Regions from separate parts of the Hordeum vulgare genome. Here region 2 is linked to region 1. Evidence: chromatin contacts called from public Hi-C data. All regions are on one chromosome and are shown on one strand. Each heading gives the region's core, a stretch centred on a gene start, on an enhancer-like site or on the middle of the called end of the contact. The rest is flanking DNA. Distances are from core to core; before and after follow the strand shown. Region 1 holds the start of LOC123442103 (DUF21 domain-containing protein At4g14240-like). Region 2 holds the start of LOC123442134 (protein ALTERED PHOSPHATE STARVATION RESPONSE 1).

Evidence for each region. Hi-C and Micro-C count contacts between places; a contact is called where the count stands out from the background.
Region 2: a contact with region 1 is called in a Hi-C map of seedling, with 4 times the contacts expected there. The contact joins the promoter of LOC123442134 here to the promoter of LOC123442103 in region 1. A contact is called at or near these places in 3 of 6 Hi-C or Micro-C datasets (leaf and seedling).

Annotation. Positions count from the first base shown.
Region 1 is chr1H:421,690,003-421,694,455 of MorexV3_pseudomolecules_assembly, reverse strand. LOC123442103 (DUF21 domain-containing protein At4g14240-like) reads left to right here and starts at 2,542. Exons shown (of 13, transcript XM_045118207.1): 1 at 2,542-2,911; 2 at 3,894-3,970. The coding sequence starts at 2,599.
Region 2 is chr1H:422,301,665-422,306,117 of MorexV3_pseudomolecules_assembly, reverse strand. LOC123442134 (protein ALTERED PHOSPHATE STARVATION RESPONSE 1) reads left to right here and starts at 2,675. Exons shown (of 4, transcript XM_045118225.1): 1 at 2,675-4,046. The coding sequence starts at 2,867.

The DNA.
Region 1 (4,453 bases), core at 1,293-3,792:
ACCTAATCCATCGGATAAGACTTCGGTTGGTCACATTTTCTTGGCTCTTCACGTATGTGTGCTAGCACTTCATTAAGGGTTTAGATGACCATGCACATGGTACATCTTCTCCTTTCTCTTTTCTCTCCATGTCCTTCTTAATTTGCTTGTGCAGTGACTGTCGAATTTGGACACTAGTGATTTGTTTGTGCAGTCTATTGGGGATATACCCCATGGCGTACCCGCCTAGGGGATGACCCGGCCTTTCAAGTTTGGCCCAAGAACAAGATTCATATGAGGCATGAGGCCCGGGGGGCGGCTCATCCTGAAGGCCGGGTTATCGAAGATCACCTGGCGGGTCGTCTCATTGTAGAAGACGTAAGAAGCTTTCCCTACGTAGATGACAAGATGAGTAGGAGTTGGACTAGGTCACGAGCCGCAATACGACCCGGACTCTGTTGTAATCTCAAGACCTCAACCTATATAGAAAGGGGAGCCGTGAGGTGAAAATGACAAGTGAGGAATCTTCAAGAGCTGGGCTAGCGATTCTGAACCCTTGTAATCGAGTTCATCATCAATAACACCAAACGTATGGCGTATGCTTTTACCTCCATTGGAGTGACCGAACCTGGGTAAAGGTTTAGGGTTAGCATTTAGGATTTTTAAGGTTTAGGACCCTTGTCTCTCGTTCCCGATCAACATAACAAAGAACCCAAAGCATATGTATCCTACTACAAGGATAGTCTTAGAACCGAAAAGAGGTTGCTCAGAAGAGATAAACGTATCCCAACCTTTATTGCTATTGCGCAAAGACCTTTTTTATGCCGCCTGAGTGCTCTCCAGCTCTGCCTCTGTAACCTCCTCCTCCAGAGACCCGACAAGCGCACATGTCCACCTCCACATCGCTGCCAAACAATTAATCGTCCATGTTGTTCAGCCCACCAAGCTTGGCATCGACAGTAGGGGAGGAGTTGTGCCCTTCTTGGGACCATAGCGAAGGCAACTTCCCGTGCACTACTCTTCCTCGCTGCCATCGTTGGGTGCGGACTCGGTGTTGTCCTCCTCCTCGTCGTAGGTCTCACCGAAACACGATACACCCTGCTCCTCCTCGTCGTCCTTGGCCGTGGCTGCTACCTCCGCCACCTGCTGTCGGTACCGCCAGCGGGTGAGGCGAATCACTCGAGCAAAGCTGTAGGACTCTAGGAGCGCCTCCTCCTCTGCCAAGTCCGCATCGAGCACGACTGCCCTACCGACACCGAGCTATTCCTCTGTCTACATGTGCTTTTGGAGGAGGTGGTGGTTGTAGGCGGCGTCGACCTGCGCCTTCCGGAACCTCTCCTTCCGCACCATGTCCATGTAAATGACACGAGCCTCGCCGATGGTCATGGTGCAGTGCACTGACGAGGGAGGCACGATGGAGGAGGAAGAGGAGGATAGCGTCGGGTCATCGTCGATCGCGTCCTCCATTGGGGGTATCGACATCCTTCGATTGCCTGCTGGCCCGCCAACGGGCATCAATGCCGTCCGTCTCCTTCTTCTGCTCCGACGTCATCCCGTTCGAGAGAGCTTTGATGGAGAGGAATCCATTGTGAGATCAGTGTGCAGAGAGGGATCGGAGACTCATGACTGCGGCTATGACCGGGGAGCGGTTTATATAGCAATTGCAGGCGGCAGACGGACGGACGGGTGGCATCGAAGGAGATGCCTCGGCAACCGCGTGCCATCAATGTGGACGGGAGATGGACGGACGAGCGGCCGTCGTGTCATTTGAATGCGCAGCAGTCGCCTGCACCGGGAAGCGATGCAGGCAACGCTGTCTTGACCAACGCACCGCTTCAATGCCGACGCTAGTGAGAGGTCACGTACGCTCTCGTCGGATATGAATGCGGGCACTGACGCTCTGAAGCGATGCTGGCCGTTTCACGCGAGAGGGAGGAGATATTTTTGATGGACCAGAATGGTCAAAATCGAGCGAAGTGGCAGTTCGGAATCTCGCAAACCTCCGCACATTTGTCTTTGATTTACAGAAAAATCATGTCCAAACCGCTTTACGGATCAATACAGGATCGTTTTTGATAACTTTCGCGGTCCGGGCTGCCCGGTCCGGACCCTTAATAAAGGTTTGAGGGTCTACGCCGGAGATGCCGTGAGGATTATATATGTACCTTCCAAAGTTTGACAATGTTTTCTTCATGGTAGAATATCCCACCAATTGAATCGGCGTATGGATGCGAATATCGCAATCACAATCACATCAAATTTGGTCATCGTGAAGCCCTCTTTCTCATACCGTTATGCCTTGCGAGCACAAATGCTCGATCTAGTACCGCCACGTACACAGCCACCGCCAATTCTTCCAGTCCACGGTCCAAAACGCCGAAGACGTGCACCGCTCGGCCGCAGCGGGGACAGGTGGCCCCGCGGTCCTTTCGTCAGCCGTCCGATCGACGGCCACATCCACGCCTCGCGGCGCATCCAACGGCCCCTGCGCCTCGCCTCGCCCCGCTCCTGGAGTCCTAGTGATCTTGTCGCCTTCCTCTCGCCCACATCCTTATACGGTGCCAGCGCTTGTCAGGCTGTGGGGCTTTGGCTCTGGCACATCGGAGCGGCGGAGGCGCGATGGCGGCGGTGGCCGGAGCGGGGAGGGCGAGAGGGGCGAGCCTGGCGGCGGCGGTGCGGGCCGTCGCGGCGACGGCGCGTCCGGCGTCGAGCGCCGCGGCGGCGGCGGGGGTGAGCGTGGCGGCGGCGATCCTCAAGGGGAATGACACGCCATTCGGGTCGGTCGGGTGGTGGGCGTACGCCGGCATCTCCTGCTTCCTGGTGCTCTTCGCCGGGATCATGTCGGGGCTCACCCTCGGGCTCATGTCGCTCGGCCTCGTCGAGCTCGAGATCCTCCAGCGCAGCGGCACCGACTCCGAGAAGGCGCAGGCTGGTCCGATCCGAACCCCTAACTTTTCGCGTCACCCCCTCTTTTTTTTTTCTTTTTTTTTTTGCAATTTCATCCTCCCCTCGTTGTGCTCGATCTGTTTGCCGTTTGAGGAGTGATGTTTAAGAGGAATCGTACTATGTTACATTTGGGGGATTGCGACTATCGTTACTGAATGGCTAAAAATTAGAGTTAATGCTGTCGTTTTTGTTACTAATCGGAAGAATTTAAAGGTTACGACTATGTCCATGTGCTAAATCATCTAGCAGTAAAATTTTCTGTTCTGACAGTAAAAATTACGTTACTAATGCCGACATGTTTCTAAAAGTGTTGTGGTAGGGAAGTAGAACAAACAAAAAGGAAGCAAGGAATTGGGGAAATGGGAAAAAGGGGTGTGGGGGATTTGGCTTTTTGTAAGACCCACCTCTTACGTGGGAAGATATGAAATGATCAGAGGATACTTTAGTCGACTGGGAATTGGAAGTATCATGTACCCCTGTCCCAAATTAGTTCTAGATACATCGGTATCTAGTCTAGACAAATCTAAGACAACCAATTCGGGACTGAGGGAGTAGTAGATATTGTAAAGATGTCCACTCTAGTGCTTCTTTGATCCCCTACATTTGTGTATGCAGGATTGCAGGTATCACATAACTATGGCTTTTCAGCACGTAATATATGCCGTAACTTTTGGTGTTTTTGTTTATCCTTCTGAGAAGCTGTAAATTGTTATAATCTGTCATGAGACATTACGAAACCTCAGATCTGTAGGTGGTAGGAATTTTCAATTGAATCAACAAAGGAGTGAGATACTGCTTATCAAGTGTTACTGTTAAGTGTCACCTCTTTTAGCATGTCTTATTTAATGTGTGCCTCTACACTGATGCTGCTATTACTTTTCCTCTTTTGAAAATCTGTAATTCAATATTCAATTGATTGTTTTGTTGTTGTTCATATTTTAGTTACTTGCGTGTTTTGTTTGCTGCAGCTACTATCCTTCCAGTTGTTCAAAAGCAGCACCAGCTTCTTGTCACCCTGCTACTGTGTAATGCTGTTGCCATGGAGGTACAAAGTTTTGTTGCATTTTTTATGATTTATCGCACTATATTGCACTTCCATCAGTACATTTGTGCAAACATAATATTGTCTATCTTTCAAGTTTCTAACTACAATGCTGATGATCATATATTGGTAAACATGCTAAGATATGGTCTACTCCAGACAAATGAGTTCAAAGACCAAGGTGTAATAATATTTACGCTACTGATGCCCAGTGATTCCAATCCGCAACTTGGGTGCTCATCAGAATCCACACATCATTTTAGTTTAGTTTTACTATTAAAATGCAAAAGCGGTTTTAGTTCTATTTAATGCCATGGATAAGTTTTGGTGAGATTGACTGTCATGCTTATTGCATCCTTTGTAGATGTACTCACGAAGTGGACAGTGCTATCGTCTTTTTCATTTACGTTAGAATTGATGTGCAACTGTCTATTTCATTTTACGTGAAAGAGGATTGGTTTTGCAAATTGGAAGTGCATGTTATGA
Region 2 (4,453 bases), core at 1,426-3,925, 610 kb before region 1:
ACGAGCAGGTGAAGAGAGAGCAAGAAGCGGCGAGCTTGAGGGAGAAGATTGATGTCATGCTGCAATCAAACGAGTTGATGTTGTTGAAGTCGTTGGAGATCAAGAAAGAGTTGGCCGAGAAGAAGGCAAAAGAGAAGCAAGACAAATGGCAAATGCTCAAGGAAGAGGGGCTCCGCAAAGCTGCCATTGAGGAGAGAAAAGCACGCGCCTCTGAAACCAAATCGATGTCATTGTTGCTCGCCGAGGAGAACAAGATCATGTCAATGAACCGCAATGACATGGACGACCTCACCAAAACATGGCATGATATGGCAAGGAGAGATATCTTGAAGAGGAGAATGGTCGCCTCGACCGGTCCGTGTTCCAGTTCCGGTGATGTTTTCTCTGCTCCATATGGTGCCAATGTGGATGATTTCGGTGCGGGAGTTGGAACAAGCGACGAATGTGGATTCGGTGGCGCCGATGAACTTTAATATGGACTCCATGACGCGGAGTGAAGATCGACCCCCAAGATGATGCGGCACATGGGCGCAAACCTTTGCATGCCCTCTTTTGCGTAATGAACTTCGCTTTTATTTGCGCGCAAACTGTTTATTTCGTTTGAATTTGAACTTGTTTGCCAAACCCTATGTCAAATGCGAGATTTGCAGTTTTCTGTTTGCGGGTCGTCGCGGTGGAGCCCGAGCAGAACCCGCAGAAGCCGACCCGTAAAAAAGCATATTCCGCGAATATACTTTTTTACGGATCCGTTTGGATGGTCTGCATCTGTGCCAGCACGCGCCGGCCCGCAAAAGTGATTTTGCGCGAATTGCAAACACGTTTTACGGACCGGCGGGATGCGGGCTGTGCTAGAGTTGCTCTTACCTTGCTATGGTGTTCTTCCTCGGCAGCACATTCAGACCCTATTTAATGTCTGGTTTGTTTCGTTGGTGAAGTGGATATTCAACATTTTATATTCCCATGTGATCGAGCCAAGAATATGTGGAAATAACTTGGGCTCACGTAAAGCAATGTTCGAAGAACGATCGAGATTGATCATTGGAAATTCTGCCTAAACTCTAAACAATGACCAAGGATATCTCATCCAAAGAGCTTAAAGGATCTACAGCGGGATGGATCAAACGATCTCTCATATGTTAGTGGATGCGCCCGATCAGTGACCTAACAAAACAAAAAAGAAAAAAAAAATAATCCAACCGGACCCCTCATATCATCTGTATACCTCGTATCCATCTTAAATATAGGGAAGATATGACAGCTCACGGACGTGACACACGCGTCCGGTCACTCTGTAACGTAGACGCGATCCCATCCTGAACCACATTTTCCTTTTTTTATTCATTTTTCTTTTTTTCTCTCTCTCCATCAATCATGTACAAATGATCGGACATATGAGAAAAATAAAATAAAAAATATGATTGCAGAGAAGAACAAATAGAAGACACGTCCGACCACTGACCGGATACGTTCGTTAATATTTAGGTATCATATTTGTTATATTCAACTATAGATGCTCTTACGTTAGTTGCAACAACGTGGTTCATATGATGGCAACGAAGACGGTTGAGAGGAGAATCGTCTCCACCTCTCGAGAGATCTGGCATCGCCATCTAGAAGCCGACATATGAAGTTATATAAGTTAACTTGGTTGCTTCCTTCTCTGACGAAACGATGTTGGGTGCTAGAATCTGATTTTTACTCCACGCGACTAGTGTGGATTCACCTGAAATTATTGCCAACGGGAATGTAGTGTATCTGGCATTGAATATTGGCTACAACAGGGTGATTTTTAGTTTTGTTGTTGTTGTTGAGAAGGGTGATCCTTGAGTTCGGGTAGCTTGTTCGCTCTTGGAACGTTGCAAAAGGAAGATTACTTGGGACCTTCGGTCGCTGTGGTCACGAAATGTAAGCAACCAGCTAGCGTGTGTTGGTCTTGTTGATTATCAAACACTGCTATAGGGAAGCTAATGAGGTGGCAAACTGTCTAGTAGCATAGTCCACATTTATTTACAATCTTGCTCTTTTAGGCACGCTTTCATCCCTGGCTTGATTTCACCTCTCCATCATTTGATGAGTGAAGTATATGTGACGCGATGACCGTCGCGGGGGCTCCCACCGTCCGACGCATTCAGTTTGCCGGCCGCACTGTCCATCCCGGCGAGCCGTTGGAGTTGTTGCACCTTCCCAACCAGCCTCCGCTCTCTCCAAATCAAAAGACAAAAGAGCGAGCGAAACTTCACACGTGCCCCTCCGACGTGTGGGCCACCAAGGTAGGCGCCCCACGTGGTAGCCTCACGGGCGAGGGAGCGAGCCCCAACGTCTCGAGTCCCTCCCATGAGTCGACGGGCCCCTCCGCGGGACAAGCGGCCCGAAAAGCAGCGGAACGAACGAAAAGTCGGGAAAAGGCACGCGCACAGGTGACTCGACACGGTGAAAAAGCCCACCCCCACCCCTACCCCTCGAAGTTTCCAGGTATTTACGTTTCACCTTACCGCCTATGGCTAGGCAAAGGCCGCGCCCCATGCCGGAGAGGACAAACGCAAGCACGGCACGCGCGGGGGCAGGGCCAGGGCGCCACCACTGACAACGGTCCAGCCCATCTGACGTGCGGGGGCAGGGGTCAAGCGTGGATCGGCGTGTCAGTGGGCCGGGGGCCGCGCGGTGGTGGTGGTGGTGGTGGACCGGACGTTAAACCCCCACGGGCACCACGCCCCTCGCCCCGCTCCGCTCCGCTCGCTCGCTGCCGCGCCTCGTGCCGGGCGCCAACAAACTATTCCTAGATCCACTCGCCCTGCTGCGCCTGCCTGCCGTTGCTGGCAATGCGGTGAGGAGGAGTAGGGGGGGCGGAGACCGGAGGAGGGACGGGATGGGGTGCGCGCAGTCGCGGATCGAGAACGAGGAGGCGGTGGCGCGCTGCAAGGAGCGCCGCCAGTTCATGAAGGCGGCCGTGGCGGCGCGCAACGCCTTCGCCGCCGCGCACTCCGCATACGCCTTCTCGCTGCGGGACACGGGGGCCGCGCTCTCCGAGTTCGCGCACGGGGAGGGGGTGCCGCCGTCTGCGGCCGCCGCGGAGCCGGCCAAGGCCGCCCGGCTCTCGGCCGGCGGGATCGGCGCGGCCGCTTCGGGGGCCGCGGCGACGGCCAACGCTTCCGCGGACGCGGCGGTGGAGGAGGTAATGCCGCCGCCGCCGCCCCTCGACTCGCTGCCCCCGCCCCCGCCGCCGCTGCCGGAGTTCTCGCCCTCGCCAGGTAAGATGCACCGCTCCATGAGCATGCCCATGCCGCCCAAGGCCGTCGCCAGGGGCCCCGCCATGCTCCACAGCGACTCCATTAGGGAGGAGGAGGATGAGGTGGACATGGAGGAGAAGGAGGAGGAGGAAGACGAGGAGGACGATGCCCGTCTCGATGACCGCCGCCGGAGGCTGCGCCATCGCCAGCAGGCGCCGCCCGTCTCGCCGCCCCCTCCGGAGACGCCGGTCACCCCCCAGCCACCACCGCCTCCCCCGCCCCCGCCCCCGATTGACCCCAAGACCGGGGTTGACACGTGGGATTATTTCTTCTCCATGGAAGAGGGGATGGCGTCCATTGCCCCCGAGGACGACGAGATCATCCTCGAGCCGGAAGACGAGAAGTACGTTCCTGCCTCGCCACCGCGCCCTCCCTCGTCTCCCCCTCCGCAAGCGGTTGTGCCGCCACGGGAGGAGTATGAGGAGGAGCCGCGCACGCCGGAGATGGTCACACCGCCTCCGTCGCTTCCGCCAAAGGCTCCTGGACAGTCCAGGAAGAAGAAGGGCAAGGGGAAGGGGAAGGGGAAGAATAAGTCTGTGCACCACCAGCACACTGAGTCCGCGCCACCAGTCACCGTGGTCGGCTGGGGGAAGGCGGGGAAGGTTGTCCCCGCCGAGGTGCCACGCGTAGACCTGCTGCAGGTGCTTGCGGAGATCGACGATAGGTTCTTGAAGGCGTCAGAGAGCGCTGGGGAGGTTTCCAAGGCGCTGGAGGCCAACAGGATGCACTACCATTCCAATTTCGCCACCGACACTAGAGGTCAGTAGCTTGATTCTCTCCGTAGTTGCAATTTCCGATGTTTTAGACTTAAGTGGTTGGCTTTGTAGTGGCTGATCTTATTTGGTGATTCTGATGGTGATGTGATGGATTCTTTGATGGTGAGAGAGGTCCAAAACAGGTGCTGGTTGTGGGGTTACTTGAGAAGTGGAATGAGCTGTCCTTGTCCACAACTCACTATCCTATCCCCCAACCCTAACATGCCGGCTCACGGGATGTTCTTGTAGCTGATAGGAAGCTATTGGTACAAGCGTTCATTTTGAACCGGTAAAAGTGGTTCTCGGGTACAATTATTGGTTGGCATGTCTTGATTGTTTGCTTTGACTATAAGTGTTCGTATATATCTTTAGACCGTTGCACACATATGACAAATGACGTACGATTTTGGT